Regions from separate parts of the Pan troglodytes genome. Here all the other regions are linked to region 1. A link is a contact called in public Hi-C data. All regions are on one chromosome and are shown on one strand. The core of a region is the stretch at or near the end of the contact, and the rest is flanking DNA. Distances in the headings are between cores, read along the strand shown.

Region 1 (4,259 bases), core at 853-3,352:
TCCCACTTCAGTCAAACTAACTTTGTGTGTCTCTTTCCTCCTCCCACACTGGGTAACCAGCTGCTTTTCACTTCATCGACAAAACTGGACACGGATCAATTTCAACTGACCTTTGCCGAAAGGTGGCGCTGTTGAGGTAAAAACCAACTCGCTCCAACAATAGTTTCCACTCTTCGATCCTTTTGCAGGCTTTTCAGAATTTTTTTTTTTTTAATGCACCCTCCTAGCGTCTCCCCCTTCTCATAAAGTAAAATAAATACGATTAACAACACCAAATGCATTTCATTAATTGAAGGAATCAACAGTCCCAACTTCTAAGCAGACGGGCTGGTCTTCCAAAGGCTGGGTCGGTTTCAGGAGCTTTCTCTCCAAATAAATCTCTGCTTCTTCGACTTGCCTATCGCTTTAAAATCTTAGAAACAGAGTTAGTTGTTGGTTTCCTTCTTTTTTTCTTTTTCTTTTTTATTTCTTTTTTTGCATAAACTTTTAGAGAATCAATCTAGAAATTTAAACTACTTATTAGCATTTGCAACTGGGGGTAGGGGGAGCAGCCTCCCCCACCCCACCCCCCACTCTGCGTTTCCGGACTAGTTCCAGAAACCGCGGTTTAAAATTTAACCCTTCGAGGGTAGCTGGTGAGGGCTGGGGTATTGTTTTTCCCCCTTGCTCCCTGCCACGATCAAGTCCGAAATAATTAAAGGAAACGTAAAAGTGCAAAGGGCGCGCCTGACCCTGATAAACAGAGGTCAGATTTCGTAAGGGGATGGGTGAGTGTGAGTGTGTGTGTGTGTGTGTGTGAGAGAGAGAGAGAGAGCGAGCGCGCAATATGAGTCTCAAAGGCCAAACTGCGGCCAGTCAGGAGCCGGAAGGCTGAGCCCGGCTGACCTGACTTTGAGCTTCCCCGGAGTTATCTCGCATAGGCGCTCGCTCTGTCCAAGGGCACGCGACGCCAGCGGGCAGCCAGTCTCCGTGAAGAATGGCCTCTAAACAACTTATTTTACCTCCTTGTAAAGAGAGTGATAAAATGGGCTTTCCCTCTCCACGGATGCCCAGCCTTCTGGGCAGGCGCACGGCCGGGCGGCGCCCAGCCCGCAGTCCCGATCCGGACACCCCACTGCATCCCTCCCTTCCCGGTCCCTTCCCCGCACGGGCGCCCGAGAGACGGACAAAGAGTTGGGGCCAAGTTTGAGCGCCGGGCACGGCCAGGCTCAGGGAAGGAAGGTCCCCGGCAGACACCTGGGTACCAGAGTTGGTGCGAGGAGGAAAAGCTGGGAGGCGAATTCACAATCCTGGGGGTGGAGGGCAGGCAGGGGAGGGGAATCAGGCCAATCCCAGCCGAGTGAGCCCCCAGCGAGCTGGGGTTCCGGATGGGAGGCCTGTCTCGCGCTCCAAAGAAAAGCAAACCGTCCTCCTAGGTCCGCCCGGATTGCCGAAGCCCCTCTGGAAAAACTCCTTCCCCTCTTACACCAAACTTTGCGTCGGGCCTCGTTCCCTCCCGGGTAGGCAGCGGCGCAGGAAGGGTTAAGCCAGCCCGTCCCAGCTGACAGTCAGCTGATTGGGCCCTGATTGACAGCTCCGAAAAGTTTCCTTGTTTCTATACTATTATGCTAATCGCGGCCGCTCTCGCTGCCTCCCATTGGCCCGGAGTGCCAGTCAATTTCTCATTTGGACCTGACGTCACGAGTGCTATAAAACTCAGCAATTGCTTTAAACTCTTCTTGCTGGATCAGAGGCTTTAAAATCTTTTTTCATCTTCGAGCTGTAGCTCGGGCTGCTTGTCGGCTTGGCCTCCCCCTCCCCCCTTTGCTCTCTGCCTCGTCTTTCCCCAGGACTTCGCTATTTTGCTTTTTTAAAAAAAGGCAAGAAAGAACTAAACTCCCCCCTCCCTCTCCTCCAGTCGGGCTGCACCTCTGCCTTGCACTTTGCACAGAGGGAGAGAGCGCGCGAGGGAGAGAGAGGAAAGAAAAAAAATAATAAAGAGAGCCAAGCAGAAGAGGAGGCGAGAAGCATGAAGTGTTAACTCCCCCGTGCCAAGGCCCGCGCCGCCCGGACAGACGCCCGCCGCGCCTCCAGCCCCGAGCGGCCGCCGCGCGCGCCCTGCCTGCAGCCCGGGCCGGCGAGGCGAGCCCTTCCTTATGCAAAGCGCGCAGCGGAGCGGCGAGCGGGGGACGCCGCGCACCGGGCCGGGCTCCTCCAGCTTCGCCGCCGCAGCCACCACCGCCGCCACCGCAGCTCGCGGAGGATCTTCCCGAGCCTGAAGCCGCCGGCTCGGCGCGCAAGGAGGCGAGCGAGCAAGGAGGGGCCGGGGCGAGCGAGGGAGCACATTGGCGTGAGCAGGGGGGAGGGAGGGCGGGCGCGGGGGGCGCGGGCAGGGCGGGGGGGTGTGTGTGTGAGCGCGCTCGGAGGTTTCGGGCCAGCCACCGCCGCGCAAGCTAGAAGCGCCCCAGCCCGGCAAGCTGGCTCACCCGCTGGCCACCCAGCACAGCCCGCTGGCCCCTCTCCTGCAGCCCATCTGGCGGAGCGGCGGCGGCGGCGGCGGCAGGAGAATGGCATCAGAACTGGCAATGAGCAACTCCGACCTGCCCACCAGTCCCCTGGCCATGGAATATGTTAATGACTTCGATCTGATGAAGTTTGAAGTGAAAAAGGAACCGGTGGAGACCGACCGCATCATCAGCCAGTGCGGCCGTCTCATCGCCGGGGGCTCGCTGTCCTCCACCCCCATGAGCACGCCGTGCAGCTCGGTGCCCCCTTCCCCCAGCTTCTCGGCGCCCAGCCCGGGCTCGGGCAGCGAGCAGAAGGCGCACCTGGAAGACTACTACTGGATGACCGGCTACCCGCAGCAGCTGAACCCCGAGGCGCTGGGCTTCAGCCCTGAGGACGCGGTCGAGGCACTCATCAGCAACAGCCACCAGCTCCAGGGCGGCTTCGATGGCTACGCGCGCGGGGCGCAGCAGCTGGCCGCGGCGGCCGGGGCTGGTGCCGGCGCCTCCTTGGGCGGCAGCGGCGAGGAGATGGGCCCCGCCGCCGCCGTGGTGTCCGCCGTGATCGCCGCGGCCGCCGCGCAGAGCGGCGCGGGCCCGCACTACCACCACCACCACCACCACGCCGCCGGCCACCACCACCACCCGACGGCCGGCGCGCCCGGCGCCGCGGGCAGCGCGGCCGCCTCGGCCGGTGGCGCTGGGGGCGCGGGCGGCGGTGGCCCGGCCAGCGCTGGGGGCGGCGGCGGCGGCGGCGGCGGCGGAGGCGGCGGGGGCGCGGCGGGGGCGGGGGGCGCCCTGCACCCGCACCACGCCGCCGGCGGCCTGCACTTCGACGACCGCTTCTCCGACGAGCAGCTGGTGACCATGTCTGTGCGCGAGCTGAACCGGCAGCTGCGCGGGGTCAGCAAGGAGGAGGTGATCCGGCTGAAGCAGAAGAGGCGGACCCTGAAAAACCGCGGCTATGCCCAGTCCTGCCGCTTCAAGAGGGTGCAGCAGAGACACGTCCTGGAGTCGGAGAAGAACCAGCTGCTGCAGCAAGTCGACCACCTCAAGCAGGAGATCTCCAGGCTGGTGCGCGAGAGGGACGCGTACAAGGAGAAATACGAGAAGTTGGTGAGCAGCGGCTTCCGAGAAAACGGCTCGAGCAGCGACAACCCGTCCTCTCCCGAGTTTTTCATGTGAGTCTGACACGCGATTCCAGCTAGCCACCCTGATAAGTGCTCCGCGGGGGTCCGGCTCGGGTGTGGGCTTGCTAGTTCTAGAGCCACGCTCGCCACCACCTCACCACCCCCACCCCCACCGAGTTTGGCCCCCTTGGCCCCCTACACACACACAAACCCGCACGCACACACCACACACACACACACACACACACCCCACACCCTGCTCGAGTTTGTGGTGGTGGTGGCTGTTTTAAACTGGGGAGGGAATGGGTGTCTGGCTCATGGATTGCCAATCTGAAATTCTCCATAACTTGCTAGCTTGTTTTTTTTTTTTTTTTTTACACCCCCACCCCCACCCCCGGACTTGCACAATGTTCAATGATCTCAGCAGAGTTCTTCATGTGAAACGCTGATCACCTTTGAAGCCTGCATCATTCACATATTTTTTCTTCTTCTTCCCCTTCAGTTCATGAACTGGTGTTCATTTTCTGTGTGTGTGTGTGTTTTATTTTGTTTGGATTTTTTTTTTAATTTTACTTTTAGAGCTTGCTGTGTTGCCCACCTTTTTTCCAACCTCCACCCTCACTCCTTCTCAACCCATCTCTTCCGA
Region 2 (4,259 bases), core at 730-3,229, 300 kb after region 1:
CCCACACACAAGCATTTTGGTTTTTATAAAAACATGCAGTAGACCCTTTACTTTGTAGTAAATTTTTATTGACATTAATACAATGGACTTCTGAATAATCTCTTAAAAACAATTAAAAAAACTAAACACAAATCATTGCTCTTATCTGCTACATCACACATAGATAACATATAATAAAATATATATAAATTAAATGAATTTTTTTTGTCTCTCCAAAAAAGAAAAAAAAAAGAAATTGGGTGTTTTTGGTTTTTGTTCTAATTGATTTGGTTTTTATTTTCATACTTTTTAGGAACTTGCAAAAACCCTAGTATAATCTTGAGATTTGAGATAAGGGTGTTTGTTTGTTTGTTTGTTTTGAGATGGAGTCTTGCTCTGTCACCAGGCTGGAGTGCAGTGGCCGGATCTCCACTCACTGCAACCTCCGCCTCCCGGGTTCAAGTGATTCTCCTGACTCAGCCTCCTGAGTAGCTGGGACTACATGTGTGCACCACCACACCCGGCTAATTTGTGTATTTTTAGTAGAGACGGGGTTTCACCATGTTGGTCAGGCTGGTCTCAATCTCCTGACCTGGTGATCCACCTGCCTCGGCCTCCCAAAGTGCTAGGATTACAGGTGTGAACCACCCCGCCTGGCCAAGATAAGGGTCTTTTAAGAGTTAAGTCATTAACACACAAATAGCAGTCAATAAATGTTGTCTATTTTTAATTTTTTATTCCATACACCTATCTAGCTTAGAAACAATCATTAGCCATTATGCCTAACATGATATAAATAATAACTAACATATATTAATACTTGATCCTCCCATGACCAAACATTTTTGGAGCATGTGCTTTTAGCCATGAGCTATCCTGGGTGCTGAGGAAAAGATGCCAGGTGGGAGCCATAAGGAAGGCTCCCTAGCCTGCACAAACATTGATGCTCTCGAGTAAGTCACAAGAGGTGGACAAGCCAAGCCCAGTGGACAATGGGTCAGAAAGCCCTGTTTGCCAAGAGTTCGAATTTTTAGGGTGAAAGAGATGGCTCTGGGCCAGAGTGGCTTAGCATAAAAAAGGATAAAGCCTTTTAAATAATCATATTCAACATCAACAAAGGAGAGAGAAAATAAGAAAGGAAGAGAGAGACTGTGGCCATGTGATTGGAACACACTGGCACCCATGTGGAGCCAGGAACGAAAAGCATTGCATTAGAATAGTCAAGATCAAGGTGACTCTGGGTTGCCATGTCACTGTGCCATGTCACTGTGCAGGACGCTGGCCTCAGGGGCCCTCCAGGGCCTCACTTTTTATGCCTGGAATGCTCAGAGCAACAAAATTTGTTGAGGGGTGGGGGCAGACCCACCGGAAATAACTCTGAAAAAAAAGTAACCGTCAATTGAGTTTCCCTCTCTTCCTTGACCCCCCTCCTTCTCCGGCCACCCGCTTCTCTGCACAGTTTGCGCCCAGGCCTGGCATTTAGGACCTTTTGTTGTCTTAATAGAGACTGAAACCTACTTTGGGCCTGGAGTTTGCTGTTTTAATTCAACAGTGGAAGGTTGTTTTTTTTCTTTTCTTTTTTTTTCTTTTTCTTTGTTTGTTTTTCTTTTCCATTTTCTTTTTCTAAGCCTGGCGGACAATGCGTTTGCAGAGCAGAAGCTGTGAGCTAGGCGTTCCTGGGATCCTGAACAAAACCCGCATTAATGGGAGGTGGGATTTCCTGGTCACAGCTTTTAGCCAAAGGGCAAAGGTCGCCCATTAACCAGCATCCAGTCTAAACAGGGCTGTATAAAATGACAGCAGAGGAGGGAGAAAAGGGTGAAAAAAAGTCAAATATTTGCTCTTCATTCTCAAGTTAGCAGTTGGGGCTTGTTGCCGCCAAGCCCCAGTGCCCATCAGCACCACAAGGTGCCCAAAGAAGGATTCCTTGGAAGGGGCCACTCCACCAGGAGCGAGCATTGGTGGGCCAGGCGCTCAGGGGGCTGGGAGGATCAGCCTACCACACAATGCTTCCCAACCTGCCTTATAGCCCTGGAGGCCTGTCTGCCAGAACTTGCTGGCGATGGTACAGTTTCCATTTGCTCCCCTGCCTATAACCTCTGAGCGGCCTCTGGAAGCCCTCCAAAGCCTGAAAGGCCCTGCTGGGTGTCCACACCAGCTTCTGTCACGTCCGCTCTGCCCTGGCTTCACCCAAGTTCAGCCCCCAAGGCCTTCCGCTTCCTGTATCACGCCCAGCTCCATGCCACCTCATGACCTTGGCACTTGCTCTTTCCCATGACAAGTGAGTTCTTCCCTGGGTCTTTGCATGCTGGCTTCTGTTTAGTGCCCACTCTCCTGCATTTCTGCCCACTGCTTCTTAACCTGGCTGGAAGAGAGGCCCGTCATTGGCACCCTTCAAACTTCAGCTAGGAATGACCCTCCTCTTCCCCTCCCCAGTTGGAGCTGGTTGTCAAGGGAAATATATGGTTGTTATAGTCCTCAGATTGGCCAAGGGAGCTTGCAGGATCTGTATCCCAGCATTACACAAATATAATCCCCAGCGAAGAAAGTGCTAGACCATTCAAGCCTTGCAAACAAGAGGTGCCTCTGTAAAACTTAGGATAGACAGGAGCAGAGCAAACACACCTCGTTTGTACAGGCAGGTTGATTCCTAGAACTGAGGAGGGCTGCTCTTTTCCTCACATTTACTAGCCAGAGATGCCACATCTCCTTTCCTGGGGACGCAAGTCTCCATGGGCAGAGAGACGCTGGAATGTTATGCAAACACAGGGCTTCTCAAGCTCCGCCTGAGCTGGCTTCATCAGTGTGCTGCCTTGCAGGGGCACCCGGCCCTTGGTATAATACTCTGCTGTCATTGCCTTGACATTCTTAATAATTTCAAACAAGTAGCCCTGCATTTTCATTCCGCACTGGACCTTGCTAATTACATAGCTGGTCATGACTTCAGCAGCACATTAGATCACTTGTGAAGGTTTTTGCAAATATTAACTCCTGGGTCCTATCCAAGAGATTGGGATTTAATTGGGTGGGGCTCCCCAGGTGACTCAAGTGTGCAGCCTGGGTGTGGGCGCCCTGCTCTACAGAACAACCCTATAGATGGAAAGAAATTGGAGGTTGGGGAACCCATGTTCTCTCCACCAGTCCGTCACATAGAGAAGCCAATGGCACACAGCCCCACATTTCCACAGAACTCCCTGTGTACCTGTGATAGCACTGAGACCACTTTATTATCATAATGTGAAGAATGAGAATGGTAGTGTTTATTGAGTGCTCACTATGGGCCAGGCACTCTACTAAGTACTTTTCTGTATCATCGCATTGGATTCTCACAAAATCTATAAGGAGAGTCCTGATCTTCTCCATTTATAGCCGGGGAAGCTGAAGTTCTAAGCAGTTCAGTAGTTCGCCCAAAGAAACACAACTACCAAGTATGGTCAACTTGGGATGCTACTTCCTCGTTCACAGTCTGACTTTGTTACAAAATGGTGCCACCCTCCAAGGCATGTGCAATTCCTTATCCATCCCTGTTTTCCCAGCATCAAGCCTTGCCCACAGTCACAGTAGATATTCATTAAATGCTGAATCAATTCTTCAATGAAAGTATTTGCCGCCGTTTTGCTATTTTCTCTGGGTGGAAAGCTTTACATTGCTTTCAGTGCTATCAAGAGTAATTGCCAAGAAAAAATTCCTCCAAAGTACTTTTTCATGTTGTCTCATTGGATCCCCTTTGCTACCCCATAATATTAGGATGGCCTTGCGTTAAATGATGGATCAGGGCCTTATAACATGAGGTTAACATCATCCAGACTGCATCCTCACTAATATCTGGAAAAAGTGACTGGTTGGGAGTAAGAAATGACCGTATAAAAGCAGGGCCCTCAGGCAGACACAAGGGATGTCGCCACAGAGCAGCAAAGACACTGTGCAAAATGTATGTTCCCTGCCATTGAGGAACAAATTTATTCCGTAGGGGGCTTTTGCTTTTTCCAAAAAGCAAAGTTTTGTGCCCGCACAGAGGAGAGTCCACCCACCAGGGCATTGAGAGCAAATGAACAACAAGCTCAGAAAAACACACGACGGAAAACTGAACTTCCTCAGTGGCCTTGAACTGCAGAGGGTAATGCTAGGTGGTCTGGAAGAGAAAATAGACAGAGTGTTTCCCATTCATCTCTAAGGTTGCTGGGCAGGGCCAGTTCTGAGGCCTGAGGTTTCTGTTTCCCTTAACCCTGGGGCAGGTGAGGAATTAGATCAAGACTCTAATGTGGTCAAAAGACTTGAAG
Region 3 (4,259 bases), core at 456-2,955, 280 kb after region 1:
AGGCTAACCCATGGATATCACCCGGGCTGGATCTTAGAATCTCCTAAGAGCTGCATATTTTAAATATCCTCTCAAAGTTCAAGATTGACCTTAACTTTCACCTCTGCAGAAAGCCCATCTCCAACCATCCTGATCAAACAGTCTCCTAGCCTCAGCCACTGCATCCCATCCTCCAGCCAAAATGATGTATTTCTGTATTTCTCTATGTGGTCATTGTTTCTCTCCCTCAACTGGAATATAAACTCCAGGAAAGCAGAGAATCACCCTGCCACTTTTCACTCTATGCCCACAAATGGTCCTTAGCACATCATAGTTGCTCAATAAATGTTTATAGGAGAAGTAAATATGCAAATGCATAAATCAATGGAGAAATAAGTAGAAGTAATAGTTTAAGAATAATCAGAGAAATGCCAAGAATCCCACCTGTCTGTTTTAAAGTGCATTATTGTCCCCCCAGCCCCTTTCCACCTACGTCAGATCTGTTACAGCCCAAATTTTCTATTTCTATGAGTAGATGAGCACTTTCACAAACAGTTGTGCTTGGGGAAGGGGACTGAAGGTCAGTGTTAATTTAATCCACTAGCTAATATCCGGTTTATCAACCTTCTGCTTTATAAAGAAGCACTGTATGTACATTTTTTACAAATAGTCTGAGCGCATTGATCCATAGAACTTCTAAAGTTTACTTCAATTAGAAAGAGTTTCAGATAAAGATCAAATTAATTAAGTCCTCTCCCCCCCTTAAAGTTCATCTTAATTAGCCATTGTTTCTTTCTCGATGGCTTAGTAATTGGCTGGGCTTCAACCTGGACATAGAAGAATTAGAAGGGGACCCCCCCCCACCTCCCCAAAGTAGGCATTGACACCTGGCACAGCCCAGAGTTCTCTGCCTCAATATTTGGAGTGTGCCAGGGATTTAGGGAAAGTGTGCCTGCTTAAATGAAGGGAAATCTGCTGGCGAAAAAAAAAATCTGTGATTCATCACAGAAGTGAATTTTCCAGTTTTCCTTGCTGAAATAAATAGTTGCAAAGGAAATGCTATTTTATTTTTGCCTCTCAATTTGTGTGTGTGTGTGTGAGTTTCATGGAGGTTTGAGGGTTCTGATGGCTGTTGAGGCTCAGGCGAGCAGATATGCTGTAAGGAGGAATCCACAGCTTTTGTCTTACCCATTGCAAACTTGGAGTCAATAAAAGAGAGGGGTCTTCCAGCAGAGGCTGTGTTTTCTGGTGTCCTGAGATGCTCTTTTCCCTGTGTCTCTTGTAGCCTTAAGAGTGTTTTATGGCACAATCTTTGATACTCAGGGAACAGGTGCAAATACTGTTAAGTGACAATGTGTCACGCAGATGATTTTAAAAGGAGCCATGAAATGGATGTATCCAACGAGAATATAATGTTTAATTTACTCCTTCCCAGAACTAGTGATGTTGCGCCAGGGGCTGTCAGCAGTAAATCATCTGCCGACTTAGATGACACCCAGCAATGTAGTTTCGGGAACCCTTTTTCTGGCTAGTGCAGGTTCAGGCTGATGAATCTATTCTGTCTGGCTCTGGGGCAGGTTTGTGGCTGTCACATGTTTGCATATTCCCATGGATGGAGAATCAGAAGGATGGGGACAGTGGACACCAGAAATTGCTCATGTACCGTGCAGAAGCGATGTATCTCCTCCTCCAGGAAGCCTTTCCTGATTAGCATGACTATGACTGGGCAATCCAAGTTGCTCCTTACCATTTAGCATCCCAAAGGACAATGCTCTCAAGCAGAGCCCTGTAGTGCTGTGTAGTGGATGCAACCTGGGAACAGGTGGATCATCTTGAATTAAGATCATCTTAATTCTTCTGGCCTAAGAGTCTCATAAGGCAAGGACCAATCTGTCCTGCTCTTCCCTGTAGCCCCACAGCCTACAAAAGAGAGATTTCTCACATATTATAAGTGCTCAAGACATATTTGGAGAATGAATGAATGAACGACAGAGCATATTCTCCTTACTCCTCAGCTAGGTCATAAAAGAACCAAACAAAGGCATGACACTGTTATTTTCCAGGATGTGGCTCTTTGCTCAGGGAAAATAAGAGTGAGTGAGTGAGTGAATGAATGAATGAATGAATACAAGCTACTCCACAGATAGTAAATACTCTCCAAATGGAGCAGGGGCTGGGGGCTAGAAAACACAGTCAGCTTTGAACTGTCATGCAAAGAGAAGTGCAGATGATGTCATGTGTCCAGTGGGCTAGCATCAGGTGGAGCCCAGAGCAACATCGGCAGCCAGGCATGAGGAATGTGGGGCAAGGATAGCTGAGAAAAGTGGAAAACAAAGCATCTGCCTCCACCCTAGGCTGTTCCCTCTGGGAGGTGAAGGATAGTGTTGGCTTAGTTCACTGTTACAGTCCTGGTGCCTGGAATAAGTAAGAATTTGTGGTAGAAAGGAAGGGAGGAAGTAAAGATGGAAAGAAGGAAGGGAGAAAGCAAGGAAGGAAGGAAGAGAGGGAGGGAGGGAGGCAGAAAAGAAAGGGAGAACGGAGGGAGGGAGAGATGGAAGAAAAGAGGGAGAGAGGAAGTAGGGAGGGAGGGAGGGAAGAAAGGGAGAAAGGAGGGAGGGAGAGATGGAAGGAAAGAGGGAGAGAGGAAGGAAGAAGGGAGAAAAGGAGGGAAGAAGGAAGGAGAAGAAAGGGAAGAAAATAAAACAAAAGAATGAGAGATGAAGGAAGGAGGGAGAAAAGGAAGGAAGGAAGGAGGGAGGGAAGGAAGGAAAGAAGGAAGGAAGGAGAGAAAGGAGGGAGGGAGAGATGGAAGAAAAGAGGGACAGATGAAGGAAGGAGGGAGAAAAGCAAGGAAGGAAGGAAAGAAGGAAGGGAGGAAGGGAGGGAGGGAAGGAGGGAGGGAGAGAGACAGAGAGGGAAGGAAAATGGAGTGAGGGAGGAAGGAGGGAGAGAAACAAAAAATCCAGGGCTGAAGTAAAGGACTAGGTAACTCTTGGCTCCATCTCTTACTTGTGTGATGTAATGCATTTTCATTTCTCTAAGCCTGTTTTCTTCTTTTGCTAAATAAGAGTAATGAACCTTCGCTAGGGTGAGAATATGTGAATTCACGAGGTGCTTTACTTCAAGTGACTCCTACTTTGTTGGTGTCCAATGAACATTGCTTTCTCCAACCTCACGCTCTTTCTTTCAGTCCAGCATCTGAGTGTTGGCAACCAGCCCAGAGAGGAAGAAGGGAGTGAGTAACACCTATTAGTTTGGGTCCTTCCATGGGTGTCCTTTCCTCTGTCCCTATCTCCAGGGGAACTCTGTAAGGCCAACTCAATATTCTATAAGACCCCTGACCCCTCATGTTTCATCCCTCCTCCAGTAACATTTCTATTTCCTCTGAAGGCATATCTTGGCATGCTGGAAGAGATGGAAAGCTGTCTGACACTCAAGGGGAGTGACTGGTGGCACCTTCCAGTGATCTTTGGGTTAATTGCATGCTGAAAAAAAAGATGCTTTAGCAATTCAAAGAAGGTAACATTTATCCCATTTAGCAGAAGAGAAAACCGAGGCTCAGAGACATGGAAACCGAGAAACACATGATGCAAATGTTGGCGCTAGAGCAGGTGTATGTCAGGGAGGAGGCAGAAAGGTTTTACCAGTGTCCTGCAGACCACAGTGTGTGGGCAGCTGCCTTCTCCATTTATGGGTGAATACAGCTCTGCGGAGAGATGCATCTAGAACATTGCACAAGCTCAAAGTTCTCTGGAAACGGAGTGTGGTGAGCTTGTCAGTACAATCTTCCCTGTTTTGGTCATTTGCTAAGTAAGGTTACCAGCAACTTCAAAGTAGTCTCCACCATCAAGTTGGAAATGGAAAAAGCTCGCATTTTGGGTGAGTCACGTTCTAACAGGCGCCCACGCCTTGAGGTAGAGTCGGGCTCTGTTTTCACCAAAATAAACCCATGCTTTGCATAATAAGGTTATGCATGTTGGTGACAACTCATGAAAATGACAACAATTCTCAGTCACAAGCATGAGCTGGTCCGCCTTGCAAGGACCAGCAACTCGCACAAGAGGTTCAGAATGGCAGGTGCTATTGTGAGGACTGTAGTCCCTGAAGAACAACGAGGACCCCCACACACCCAGGAGCAGATTGATGGGAGCACCAGGCATGCATTTCCAGATCTCACTGGAATTTTTTATCTTAATTTTTGAAGGTCTCCCTAATTAATGAAAAGGAATGTAGTGGAGAGGACGGGACTTGGGCTTTGGAGTAGGACAGCTCTGGATTTT

Evidence for each region. A called contact is a pair of places that touch in the nucleus more often than the background predicts.
Region 2: a contact with region 1 is called in a Hi-C map of stem cell-derived neural progenitor cells, with 3 times the contacts expected there. The contact joins the enhancer-like site here to the promoter of MAF in region 1. A contact is called at or near these places in 1 of 7 Hi-C or Micro-C datasets (stem cell-derived neural progenitor cells) and 1 of 1 datasets of contacts at active chromatin or transcription factors (stem cell-derived excitatory neurons).
Region 3: a contact with region 1 is called in a Hi-C map of induced pluripotent stem cells, with 1.6 times the contacts expected there. The contact joins the enhancer-like site here to the promoter of MAF in region 1. A contact is called at or near these places in 1 of 7 Hi-C or Micro-C datasets (induced pluripotent stem cells) and 1 of 1 datasets of contacts at active chromatin or transcription factors (stem cell-derived excitatory neurons).

The regions. Positions count from the first base shown.
Region 1 is chr18:77,743,533-77,747,791 of NHGRI_mPanTro3-v2.0_pri, reverse strand. It overlaps MAF (MAF bZIP transcription factor), which reads left to right and starts at 2,102. Exons shown (of 2, transcript XM_511123.7): 1 at 2,102-3,664. The coding sequence starts at 2,547. LOC104002681 (a long non-coding RNA gene) reads right to left here and starts at 1,614. Exons shown (of 2, transcript XR_008540073.1): 1 at 111-1,614.
Region 2 is chr18:77,441,536-77,445,794 of NHGRI_mPanTro3-v2.0_pri, reverse strand. No RefSeq gene overlaps it. Among named protein-coding and RNA genes, the nearest start is that of MAF, 300 kb to the left of the region's middle. Within about 2 kb of position 1,979, at least 4 of the 24 cell types and tissues checked have an H3K27ac peak or open chromatin away from gene starts, as enhancers often do. A contact at or near this core is called in stem cell-derived neural progenitor cells, where this site is marked.
Region 3 is chr18:77,460,622-77,464,880 of NHGRI_mPanTro3-v2.0_pri, reverse strand. No RefSeq gene overlaps it. Among named protein-coding and RNA genes, the nearest start is that of MAF, 280 kb to the left of the region's middle. Within about 2 kb of position 1,705, at least 2 of the 24 cell types and tissues checked have an H3K27ac peak or open chromatin away from gene starts, as enhancers often do. A contact at or near this core is called in induced pluripotent stem cells, where this site is marked.